Regions from separate parts of the Sus scrofa genome. Here regions 1 and 3 are each linked to region 2. The links are chromatin contacts, called in public Hi-C and promoter capture Hi-C maps. All regions are on one chromosome and are shown on one strand. The core of a region is the stretch at or near the end of the contact, and the rest is flanking DNA. Distances in the headings are between cores, read along the strand shown.

Region 1 (4,042 bases), core at 1,471-3,970, 140 kb before region 2:
ACTCATCTTTTAAAATCTTCATTTGTGAGTTTAAGAAAACTTCTAATAGTCTTTGCAAGTTTATAAAATAAATGAAAATTCATTAAATAAATTCAGAGATTCACAGTTAATTTATAGCAATTACATTTTAGCAGATAGATGTTAATGTATTTTAATCATAATTGCTCAGCATTTATGTAACGGCAGATTGTTAAAACCTTAAGAAAGCAATTTCTTAAACTTCTTACAACAGTTTTGCAAAAACAGTGAGGGGCTGGGAGGGAAGAGGAGGAGAGAGGGGAGAGAAAAGAAGCGAGAAAGGAATAGAGATGCATATAAATAAAGCCAAAAGGACCTAACCAAAACAGGCAGAGATTGAGAAAAATTAGGAAGATGGGCTGCGGGCTAGTGGAGTGCTGCGACAGGCTCATTGGGCAGGTTCACAGTGGTTTCCAGGAACCATTAGGTGGCATCTTTTCCTAAGTTGCACTTAGTGACCTGGGTTGAAATCAGCTGAGGTGGAGATTTTTACACGATGGTAATCAGCATTACAAATCATGCTTTTAAACACATAAACACAGGTACACACATCCCTAACCTGACTGCTGGAGGTTAACTTTTTACCAGCACATCATTGCTTAGTGCTAAACACCAACACTAAGCTGTAAACAATGGTAAAAGAGTGCGAACCATACAAGATTCCTTTTATCTCATTATTAAGGTATCTCTTCAAAACTTGTATTGGTAGGCTTCTAGCATTTCCAATTTAGTATGCCTTTCTCAATACCCAAAAGAGTCAACTCATTTGGACCTCTTTACTCTCAAACTTACTTTTACACAAAGCAAGGACTTTGGACTTCCTGGCTTCCAGAGTGACACTTTGAACAAACCTTAGCGATGATAAAAACAATTTAAGCTTCACAAGTCTATTTGAGTGACAGTAGGTTTCTGTACTGCTGGCTTGAGAAAGATGCTGAAGCTGAACCTGGATGCTGAAGGAATGATCACAAAATGTTGACTATAAATATCTCTTGCTCACAAGAATGACAGTACTCATGCTGTAGGTTATTCACAGGTCCATCTTTCCAGCCCTCCAAAGATAATGTCTTATTGATTTTTTAATTGTCATTGCCTAGCAAAGTGCTTCGCCACAGTGAAAACTCAACATACTACAGCTAAATTGAGGAATCAAGTTACTTCTAGTAGCCATAATTGCTACTTGCAATGAATTACTGTAACAAATAGTATTTCCTATAATATTACTGAGGATGATGACCTACCCATAAGAAACTAAACTATTTTTGAATATAAGAAAAATATTTCTATAAAATGTTCTCTGATATATGCTGTAAAATATAGGTAGCATTTTATAAGTATATAATAGAAATTTTAAGCTAAGCTCATCAATATTATCTTTAGAAAAAAAATCTCAGCCATGAAAAAACAAATAACCATGTAACAGTAGTTTGTGAACACCTACTATGGGCCAAAGGAGTTCACCTTCAGTCCTTACAACAGCTCCATAAAAAAATACAACACTACCCATTTTATAGTTAAGGAAACTGAGACCCAAAGAGGCAAAGTAATTGGCCCACGGTCACACTTAGCTGGTAGGTGGCAGAGCCACATCCTGGACCCAGAGGTCTGAGTCCAGAGTTGGTATTTCTAATCACTGTATTTTATATACCACATTACACATTCTCAGATGAGAAAGAACACACTGCAGGAACAAAAATTAGTCTTGCCTCCAAATAAAGTTATATGAAATATAAGTAAGGCTATGATTTAAAAAAGGAAAAACCAAAAAAAAAAAAGAGCTATAACGTTAGAGTGATGAGATGATTATTTTCCTATTTTCTAATTTCTAAACCCTGAAATGTAGTTACACTATTTTTTCTATTACTAATATTTTTTTGGAAAATGATATACACTTTCTATTGCATCCGCAAACAGTTTCACTATTGTGCTGATGGCATATTTATGTGTGGGATAAAAAGTCAAGCTAAGTTGAATAATAATGCTTTTCTTGGCGGACGAAATGCTAAGTTGTAATGCTGTAATGGTGAGGTAAGACTCAGCATAGACATAGGGAAGATTAGGAAGAGATTACTGCAATTATTAACTTAAAATAGGAGTATTTCCCCCATATAATTCTATCCAGTTAAAGTTTGGAAAGTGAGGAAAAAATGGAGTATTCTTTCAGAAACAACCATAAGAGTACTGGCTCTTCCTACTTCACTTTCCCTGGTACAACACTTACTTGGGACATTTATGTCACATGCTATCTTGACATAAATAAACACAGGAAATATGGTAATTGGGACTTTTACAGTTAAGAAAAAAAAGCACCAGAAGCTAATATACACACACAGAGTATCTTTCCTATAAACTACCCTTGTAGTGACTGCTTGAATGTGAATATTTTAAGGAACTCCAGTGGCTGGGGAAAGAGAAAATAATCTTTTGAAAGAAATAATTCCTTAATCGAATAAACCAACGAATTGAATCACAGTGTTGTTAAAAATAAAACCAGGAAAAATTGATTAAGAGAAACCTTCAGAGCTTTAATGCAGAATCGCAGAAGTCCGCAAGTACCCAAAAGTTATCTAAGTCCTACAATTTAGCAAACAAGAGATATGATTTATTTTGCAAACATTTTCTTTTAAACTTCCCAGGCATCTGAGCACAGGCTCTTAGTCATAGCTAAGAATTACTTCCTAAATAAGTTCCATATGTTATAACTCCCATTCCTGGTCTTTTCCAAAGCCAGATCTGGTCATAAACTATGGGCTAGTTAACCACACTGTACAGCTGTCAAAAACTTTTCTTATCCAATGAAGTAAAGAACCTCATTCAGCCCTTTCTGTGAGGTCTTATATCATGTGAAATATGAGTGTTATGTCAATACTAGAGAAATTCTCTTTACAACACATGACAAACACAGAAAACAATACACTATTCCTTATCTGTGAAGAGGACATCCTGATAGAAAACACAATCATTTAATAAATCATTAACATCTGACCTCTTTGGGGCTTACCCTCAGGCCATGGTTTGAATTACTCTCAGTTCACAGAATGGGGTAAAAGGATATTTAAGATTCTTTTCCAGAAAATAAAGCTTGGAAACTACTTTCCTGTCTGACAGCAGCAGCCATTCAGACTCTAGGGCACTCACAATGATGCACAGAACCTGATACGGTGCAAAGCAGTAATGCTATGATCGAAGACACCTGAGTCATGCCCCTGAAAAGGTATGGGAATGCAATATCACTTATACGTGGAATCTAAAAAAATGACACAGAAGAACCTCTCTACAGAACAGAAACAGATTCACAGAACAAATTTGTGGTTGCCAAGTCAGAGGAGGGTGGGGTTAGCAAAGGTACGCTAACATACTTGAAGAGGATAATCAATAGGATCCTACTGCAGAGCACAGAGAACTGCATCCAACATCCTACGATAAACCATAACGGAAAAAAATATTTTTTAAAAATTTTAAGTTAACTGAATCACTTTGCTGTTCAGCAGAAATAAACTGCTCTGCAGAAATTAAATATAAATATAAATAACTGAACCAATTTACTGTTCAGCAGAAATTAACACAACACTGTAAATCAACTATACTTCAATTTAAAAAATTAAAGTAAAAGGTATGGGGGGAAAATCTCTTGCTTCTCTCTTTTTCTGCTTCCTCTTAAAAAATTAAGAGATACCGTATTTAGTGGAGAAAAAGAGTTGGCACCTCAGGTGCTCAGTTTACATAAACAAGAAGACTATTGCTGCTGGTAAGACCCTACTTCTTATCTCAGCATTACCCAGCCCTCCATACAGAAGCCTGACAATAAGACAATCCCCATCACCGATGGCCGACAATCATATCCTGTTTGTAACTTTCCGCTTATAGTTAATTTCTAACATATTCTAATATATGACCAGAGTTACGGTATATTTTAATTAATCTAAATTTTCTTCATCTTTTTAAATGTTTTACTGGAGTACAGTTGATTTACAAGATTGTGATAATTTCTGCTATAAAACAAAATGATTCGGTTATAAATATA
Region 2 (4,410 bases), core at 526-3,025:
TTAGTCAGTCAATTCTCTGTAAGAGAAACTCTTGAGTTTCATTTACTAAGACTCTCTCAGCTCTTAGTAATTGAAAGTGAAGATCCAGAGGATGCAAAAAGGAGTGAGGAAAATCCTAACAGGAGGTATGCAGAAAAGGAGGCGGGAGAAGCCCCTAAAAGTAATCTTTACTTGCTGTAGAAAAGAAGTTCTGATTGGTCTTTAGCCACTGAACTCTCATCCCCAGTGACTCCACCAACACCAGGGTTACAATGCAAGCCAGAAATTAAGACGCACAAAAGTCTTGTAAAGAGATAAAAACCCAGTGGTGCCATGCTGTCGTCATTCATCTTACTAAATCGCAAAACTACAAAGCTACATATCTTTCAAAAGGCCTGAAGACTGATCTACCCAATGAAGAGCCACTGATGTACAGAAGAAATTAATAATTTTCCTTGAATATCACTAAATAATCTAGCTTTATATTTATCCTTCAGATAAACTCTTTAACCCCTCCTGAAGGACTTTTTTAAAAAGTTTAAACTAGGCACAATAAAGTTGCAAAAAAAGACCAACAGTCGCCAACATTTTTCAAAGAGCGTTATACAAAACGATGACTTTGATCAACATTCCTCAGGATATATATTCCAGTATCCGGTAGAGAATTTTTCCCTTCCCTACAGACTTGGAAGCAAATTGAGAACACCTAGGAACAAACTTTGTTGGCCACCGGCAGGGGAGCTCTTCAGCTTTTGTCCCCAAACCCATTCAAACAAAAGAAGCTTCGCTTCCTCTAACCCACCCCTCAGACCCGCACCCTCCCAGGGACTCCGCAAATCCCCGAGCCCTCTCCTCCCGCCCCCGCCAGCTCAACTTACTCCTCAGCGCCCCGATGAGCAGAGAGCCGTCCTTAATGAGCTCTTTAATGAACTTGTTGGTTCTCTCCAGTTCAATCTCGTGACACTGCAGGCGCTCCCTGAAATCCGGGCTGTCCAAGTAGGAGTCACTGAACTCCAGAGTCGGCAGCCCCATGGCACCAGCACTGCCAGCGGCCGCCCAGGGCAGGTCCGGGCCGGCGGTCGAGGCGGGGACAGCTGGCGACCGCAGCCGGCGCCTGGGACGCGCGATCCTGGGGAACCAGCCGGGACGCGAGGGGACGTGCAAGGGAAACGGTCCCGCACGCCGCGCCGCCTGCGCGGGACTCGGCGGCGCGCGGACGCCTCCGGGCTCAGGCTTCTTCCCCCGAGGCGAGGCGAGCGCCCACGCGGGCGGTGGGCCAAGGCGCGGGTCCGCTCAGGTCGTTGTCATTCGGACGCATCGTCGCCGCAAGCGCGGAGGCGGCGGAGGCTCCGGGCCGCGGCCGGAGCAGGAAAGTTCTCTCGATTCGCAGGCACTTCCGGCAGCTCTGCTCTCCTACTCCCTTGACAGTCGTTTGCGCTGGGAGCCAGAAGCGCCCAGCCGCCCCTCCGGCCGGGCCGGGGAAACCCTCCCCCTCGGTGGACGCAGGCTCAGAGCGCTCGCTGATCGGGCCGGGCTTGGAGACCCTCCTCCCGCCGCCGTGTTCCCACCCCGCGCCGCCCCGCCCCTCCTCCCATTTACCCTCCTGCCCGCGCCCAGCTGCCCGCACTTTGCTCCTGGGCTCTGCACTGCCGCGGCGGGATCGCGCTCCTGCCTGCGCGCGGGCGTTAACTCAGCAACTCCTGGGCGCCCAGCTTCCACTAGCCCGCGGTGACACTTTGGTGCCCTCCACTCCACTAAAACATCTCCAGCTCCCAATATGCCTCCCTACCGGTTCTCATCACCCACTGCCTAGAAATGTCTGGGAGAGAAAGCAACGTTATCTCTCCCTGAAGTTTGAAGCCTGGTTGGGAGATGCCACTTTCGAGCGTTAGTTTTTACTTCGCTAGCCTGCGCTGAATGCAGAAAAATTCCATGTTGAAAAGTTTCCTTTTTTCTCACCATTCACTGCTTTGATCCTAGAAAGTCAGGGTTTTTCTATTCAAAACGCAGAACTTCATAGACCTAGGGCAGTTTTTTTGTTTTTCCAAGTTGCTGAGAAGGTGGGAAGATTTTAGATTGTTTTTATTCCACCAAATAAGCGCCTCGGACTGAGGGGTTCTTCTTCTAGAAAAATACCTGTTTGCATCACAACTGTATCTTTTATGGTCACCTGGATGGAATTGCCCTGCAAGCGTGGAGATTTTCAAACTGTTGAAGTTGGCTGAAATTCCAAATGAATAGTTAATTCTTACCAAGAGGCGGTATACCCCTCCTCTGGGAGGGATCACCTAATAAATTTCTGTTCTCTCAAAACCTTGACAGCAAGAGAAACTGCTGCTTTACATCTAGTCCCGCCATCATCTATAGGATTTCTGAGAGCGCAGTTATTTTTCTAAAGGATCTGCTTTTAATTTCTATGTTTTCATTGCTTTGTCCATTTGAACCATCTGTTAAAAAACCCTTCTACAGATCATGGGAAAAATTCCATTAAAGTGCTTTACATTTTTCCCAATTAAAATTGTTTCAGAATCTGTCAAGACTTTTAGTTTCATTTTTTTACACATGAACATTAAAAACAGCATGTAAACCTTAAACTAAGGCTGATAAGATGATGTAAACAATATATTTGATGGCTTTGGTTTTAATTCTTCTGAGCCGGGAAGTTGGACTTAACCTTCCATCTGTAATTATGTTCCTAGCCTCAAAATATTGGGAGAATGGCCAATTACCATTAGAGTCATTTTAACTTTTAATGTCTAACTTGTGTCTGTCAGTTAAATACTCCTCATTTGGAAGGTGGGGTGGAGTGGGGTGGAAGGCAATAATGCTATTTGTCAGTTAATGGAATAACAGAAGCTGTAGTGGGTCTGTTTTTCACCTGAGGTGATTTTACACCTATTCATCACACAGGCTGAAAGACAAAAAAAAAATAAAAAAAAATTAGGCAGGCCAAACAAATAGTTTCCTTTCAACTTTTGCCATGTTGCTGTTCCAAATAACTAAATCCAATGCCAACTGCTGAGATATGAAACAGGATAAAATATAACAATCTCTTCCTGTTTTTCATTAAATGAAAGTCCTGTGATTAATTCTTTAAGAATGCATCAACAGTCTTTGATAAGTAGCATTTAATAAGGTAGATGTCAATTTTCATTCTTCCTTTAAAGTCTTATATGTCAGGACAGATTTATTCTAGATTCTAAGATATATGTTCTAATTTACCCATTCATGTATGTAATTGCATGTTTTGTGCCTACTGTATACATTATTAGGATCTGGGCAGAGAAGCAATTTATAGGGAAAGATACGCAAAGCAAAGCATCAAACCTGACCTCAAGCAGTTCTCAGAATAGAAAACAGAGAACAGATACCTGTATCACATGAAGCAGACTGCTATGTTACAGAGCCTCACCCAGATATTTTAGCGATAATGCACTGAGGCCATTATCAATGTGTTTCCACTCAGGCCCCATCTTTGCATTTCATTGAATGGAATTAGGATTTTTCCTCCTTCCCTTCATCATTTATCCTCTAAAGTTTAGTGAGTTATAATGGGCTTTTTACCTGCAGGTACTGTCAGAGTTACTCATGACTTATTCCTGTGATTCATACTTTAATTATACCTGCTAGTCAGGCTTTCTCTTATGCCACATTAACCCAGCCACTTGAGAGACATCAGAAATGGTTTTGCTTTAAGGTGGATTTACGGTCAGTTTTGAACTGATGTTTTCATGTATTACTTCCCTTCCATAATAATGGAACCAGAATCTTTCTAAAATAATAGCCTTTCTAAATAAAGAGGGTCCGTACCTGCAAGCTCTTTTTCATAGGAAATTTTAATGGATTGAAATATAGCCTTCCAAAAATCTCCACTTCACAATACATGGCTCTCTCAGTTGCATGTTGATTTTCACAAATGCTATTGGCGGACATATTCTTTGGCATGGTTACTGGCACAGAGAAAAGTCTGTTTGTGTTCTTAATTCTGAAATGGGTTGTGTGGAGCTTTGTTTATTTTAAAGAGCAAAACAGTGAGGTGAGTATAGTAAACTAATACATATTTGTAAATCTGTCTAAGACATTTTTCTTGACCTATATCATATCTGGCACTTAAGCCTGGTACTTAATTTATACTTAATAAGTGTCACTGTTGGGTTATTATTATTTTTCAATCAGTTTTGTAGACATAGGCCTCCCAGACTCAGACATTCTGAGGCTAAATTCAGGCCTCATAAGAGAAGACTAAACAGAAGGCAAGTAGACCTATAAAGCCCAAATATATCCTTCAGCCCTTTCCTCAGTGAGAACACCGTGCCACTGTCCCTGTTTGCATTTCTATCCTTGTGTTATCTTTTCTCAAAGTACACTCTTTGACAGTGGGTTTTGTATCATTCTAGGTCAACCTTACCTCATATCTAGAAAACAACGTTG
Region 3 (4,126 bases), core at 409-2,908, 190 kb before region 2:
TTTCAAATAAGGGAAATGAGTGACAGCGATGGTATAGGGGACAGGAGGAATTTGGAGTGTTTTGTTATTATTAAGCATTTCTGCTACCTGGTATAGTATATACTACAGTATAACATTACCTAAAAGTAGATCTGGATTAGTTATAAATGTATACTGCAAACTCCAGGGCAATCATTTTAAAAAGTTTTTAAAAAAGTGTAATAGATATGCCAAGAAAGGAGAGAAAAATGGAATCACATAAAATAATCAAAACCTCAAAAGGCAGAAAAACAGGAAAAAAGACAGAAACAAAGAACAAGGGCAACAATAGAAAACAATAGCAAATATGGTAGATATTAATCCAACTATATCAATAATCACTTTGAGTGTGAATGGTCAAAACACACTAAAAAACACACAGAGACTGTCACGGTGGACTGAAAAGCAAGATTTCAACTATAAAAAACCAACTTTAAACATAAAGACATATATATTTAAAGTAAAGAGACAGAGAAGGACATATACCCGCTAACACTAAATAAGGTAGAGAAGGGGTAGCTATACTAATGTCCCGAAAGAGCAGACTTTGAAGCAAAGAAAATTATCAGGAATAAAGAGGGGGGTTCACATAATGATAAAAAAGGTCAATTGTAATTCCTAACGTGTATACACCTAACAACACAGCGTCAAAATATGTGAGGCAAAATCTGACAGAACTGCAAGGAGAAACAGATAAATCCACAATCATAGTTGAGACCGTCAACATTCATCTATGGCAAATGGACAGGTCCTTGTAGTTCCTGCTGTGGCACATAGGGTTAATGATCTGGCTTGTCTCTGTGGAGGCACTGGTTCAACCCCTGGCCTGGAGCAGTGGGTTAAGGATCTGGCAGCATTGCTTCAGCTGTGGCGCAGGTCACAGCTCCAGCTCAGATTCAATCCCTAGACCAGGAACTTCCATCCTCTCTTGGACTGTGTGAAGACACAGAAGATTGGGATCAGGAGAGTGGGAGGTGTCTGGAGTGTCTATAATCTTATGGGCTCTGACAAGACATCATGGATAAAACAGAAGTACACGACTCTGCACAGTCTAGGCAAGAAGTGTGGAAAATTACTCTGAGTGAATTTAAGGATTTCCTAATTAAAAGTAACCCAAAGCTTTTCTTCGGGGCCAGAATTCAAATTTATTTTCTTCTTAGATGACAGAGGACTTGGAAAAAGAAAGAAAAATCTCAGTCGCAAAATTCAAAAAGCATTGATAACATGGAAGGAGAACAAACATGGGGCCAAAAGACTAAAGAAGCATGACACAGACTGCTCACGATAAGTACTGTGACTGAAACAGAGGTATTTTTCCTTCACCCCAGGGTGAAAGCCATAGCAAGTGGAAATTCATTTTACCTATTATGTTAATATTATACTTTCGTCCAAAATCCTTAGAAAACAGAACCTGAGGCAAAGCTGGTCTAATAGAGCTTGCATGTAATCCTTGGGGAGAAAGAGTAGAGATAAAAGAAAGAGAGACAGGAAAGGAGGAAGGAAAACACAAATGTTTATTACTGAACCAACCACAGAAGCAGGAGGAAAAGCAGGCAGTTGCTCATGCAATAAGGCACATTTCCATTCAGCTCTTACAAAACCAGCACATCTCAGGTCATGTCAGTTGGGTAAGGAAAGAGGAAGCAAAGATTTGTCTGTCAGTTTCTTCCATAGCTGGTCAACATTTGCCCCATGGGATAAGAACCTTCCAGTTCTTCCAGACTGAGATCTGGCCCCTCCAGCAGTTGTGGGAGAGGCCAGAGCCCAGGGAGCACCCTGGTACTCCATCAAAGAATCCAGACGTGATGGTAAGAGCCAACTGAGCCTGTTACCACAGCCACTACAACTCCCACTGCAGGAGGGTGTCAGGGGCCTAGCGGGAACCTGGCTCCAACCACGTGTGAGGAAAGACAGGTGACAATCCTAGGTCGGAGTTATCTTCTGAGTAAACCCTAAGGGCCTGGGAAGGGCATAAATTGGGCCTGAGACCAATACACACATTCCCGAGATACAGATAGAAGATTTTATCTTTATTCAGTGTGCTATCTTTATGATTTTTGATAATGAAAGTACAACATTTTCAAGGGATCGGTGGATTCACTCACAACTTAGTTCTCTTGAGCCAATTTTGGTATTTAGCTATTATGTGGCTTTCAAGAAGATCATGTTTATAAATAGGAAAGAAATAATGTGTTATCATGACTCCCCTGTTATACAGTGGAAAAATGAGGTTCATGGAAATTAACCATAGGCCATTAAGCCAGTGAAAGGGCGGAGTCTGGACAAAAACACAAGCTCTTTCCCAACATCAGCATAAACAGCACAACTGCTTAGTTTTCACATTTTAAAGGAAAATGACCCCTATCTTCCAAAGGGTTGAAGAGCCTTGGTCAATCTCAAAGAATTAGTCACATGAGCCAAAGCTTGGAACAGCTCTCATGGAATTCTTTATTTCTACTGCTTTTATCAAAAGTCCTATTTGGCAGAGCTCCAACCTTTTCCCACAGTTATAGAATGCCTAAGTTGTAGTAGGGCACATAGCTGCCAAGATTAAAGAATACATTTCCCAATCTCGGAGCAAGGAGATGTGTCCACGTGACTGAGTTCTGTTCAAAGAACATAAGCAGAATCATTGGAGCAGCTTCCAGAAGCCTTCTCCAAATGCCAGGTGCTCCTCCTTCAGCCTTTTCTCCCACAAGGCAAGAACATGGTTTGATCTTGCACTGCAGAATGCCCTTACTGCTCACTTCCTCTTCCCTTCCTTTCTTGACTTTTGACCTCAAGTTTAATCTCTAAAAAAAAAAACTTGCATTTTTACGAGACTAGTTCCAAGAAAAAAGTTATTATTGCAGGTATTTCTGTCTAAGGTCTAATTTCTACAACCAGACTGAAAGGCTCCCTAGGATAAAGATCACAGAAAGGAAAAAGAGAAGGAGGAAGGGAAGGACGGAGGGAGAGAGAGAAAGAGAGAGAGACAGACATTAATTTTGACTGACTTTGTCCAACTTGTTAATAGCGTGGAGGTTGGGAAATTTTGGTTAGACTATAGGCTAACATAGTACTTTCTACATTAAAAAGGTTGTGATTAACTGCTGAACGAATAAATTACAATCAGCCAATTCTGTAAACACTGTCACATAGCTCTCCTCTGGATTTTATTACCAACTGTATTACCCTGGACACTTACCGCCCTGGCGTCTTGGTCACCTTATCTGTTCCCTAATAGCTGGAGTCAACAACTTTAGCTTGAATATTCAGGAAGCAAATAGAGTATAATGAAGTAGCTGATTAGGTTAAGTGGTTACTTCTCCGGCAGCATTTACATAAGCTTTTCTTAGGTATACCCACTATAAGAAACACCATGGAGGATGGCTGTTGGTGTGGCCCATCAATCACAGTATAAAACGATGAATACCCACAGTTAAGAGGTAGGGATTAGTAAAAAAAAAAATACCTACACTACACTTGCATTGTAATGTAGTACTATCTCAGCTGCTCCTTTGCTTTATTCAGCTTGAGGTTTTAGACTCTAATGATAAAAATCCCATCTTCAAAATGTCACATCAACTGCTAAGAACAATGAAAAGCTCAAAGGAAGGAGAGAAAGCACCAAAAATTGCTGGCATTGAAAACTGTCAACTTGGAGTTCCTGTCTTGGCTCAGCAGTTAACCAATCTGACTAGCATCCATGAGGATGCAGGTTCGATCCTTGGCCTTGCTCAGTGAGTTAAGGATACAGCGTTGCCATGAGCTGTGGTATAGATCACAGATGTGGCTCAGATCCTGTGTTGCTGTGGCTGTGGTGTAGGGCCCACTGGTATAGCTCCAATTCGACCCCTAGCCTAGGAACCTCTAGATGCCAGGGGTGCGACCCTAAAAAGCAAAGCAAAAAAAAAAAAAAAAAAAAGGGAGAAAGAAAACTGTCAACTTGCTAGTTAAATGGGGAGGTTGGGTGATACTGTTAATGTCTTGGCTACTTTCAAGTCATATAACTTAACCCACAAACAAGAACAAATCACAATTTTCATTCACAAAAATACACTTAAAAATGTTTTACTCTACTGTGCTAGTTCAACATTCAGTGCTGTTTGCGCCTGAAGTTTAAATA

What was found. Promoter capture Hi-C pulls out the DNA fragments that hold promoters and counts their contacts. Hi-C and Micro-C count contacts between places; a contact is called where the count stands out from the background.
Region 1: a promoter capture Hi-C map of liver shows a contact between it and region 2, with 7 times the contacts expected there. The contact joins the enhancer-like site here to the promoter of ARHGAP42 in region 2. A contact is called at or near these places in 2 of 5 promoter capture datasets (fetal liver and liver), 20 of 47 Hi-C or Micro-C datasets (adipocytes, alveolar macrophages, brain and 13 more) and 1 of 2 datasets of contacts at active chromatin or transcription factors (skeletal muscle).
Region 3: a contact with region 2 is called in a Hi-C map of subcutaneous adipose tissue, with 2.1 times the contacts expected there. The contact joins the enhancer-like site here to the promoter of ARHGAP42 in region 2. A contact is called at or near these places in 9 of 47 Hi-C or Micro-C datasets (adipocytes, embryonic fibroblasts, fibroblasts and 3 more).

The regions. Positions count from the first base shown.
Region 1 is chr9:31,858,564-31,862,605 of Sscrofa11.1, reverse strand. The region is part of intron 3 of ARHGAP42 (rho GTPase-activating protein 42); the gene reads right to left. Among named protein-coding and RNA genes, the nearest start is that of ARHGAP42, 140 kb to the right of the region's middle. Within about 2 kb of position 2,720, at least 9 of the 83 cell types and tissues checked have an H3K27ac peak or open chromatin away from gene starts, as enhancers often do. A contact at or near this core is called in liver, where this site is marked.
Region 2 is chr9:31,717,951-31,722,360 of Sscrofa11.1, reverse strand. It overlaps ARHGAP42 (rho GTPase-activating protein 42), which reads right to left and starts at 1,775. Exons shown (of 24, transcript XM_021062699.1): 1 at 858-1,775. The coding sequence starts at 1,011.
Region 3 is chr9:31,909,028-31,913,153 of Sscrofa11.1, reverse strand. The region is part of intron 4 of ARHGAP42 (rho GTPase-activating protein 42); the gene reads right to left. Among named protein-coding and RNA genes, the nearest start is that of ARHGAP42, 190 kb to the right of the region's middle. Within about 2 kb of position 1,658, at least 16 of the 83 cell types and tissues checked have an H3K27ac peak or open chromatin away from gene starts, as enhancers often do. A contact at or near this core is called in retroperitoneal adipose tissue and subcutaneous adipose tissue, where this site is marked.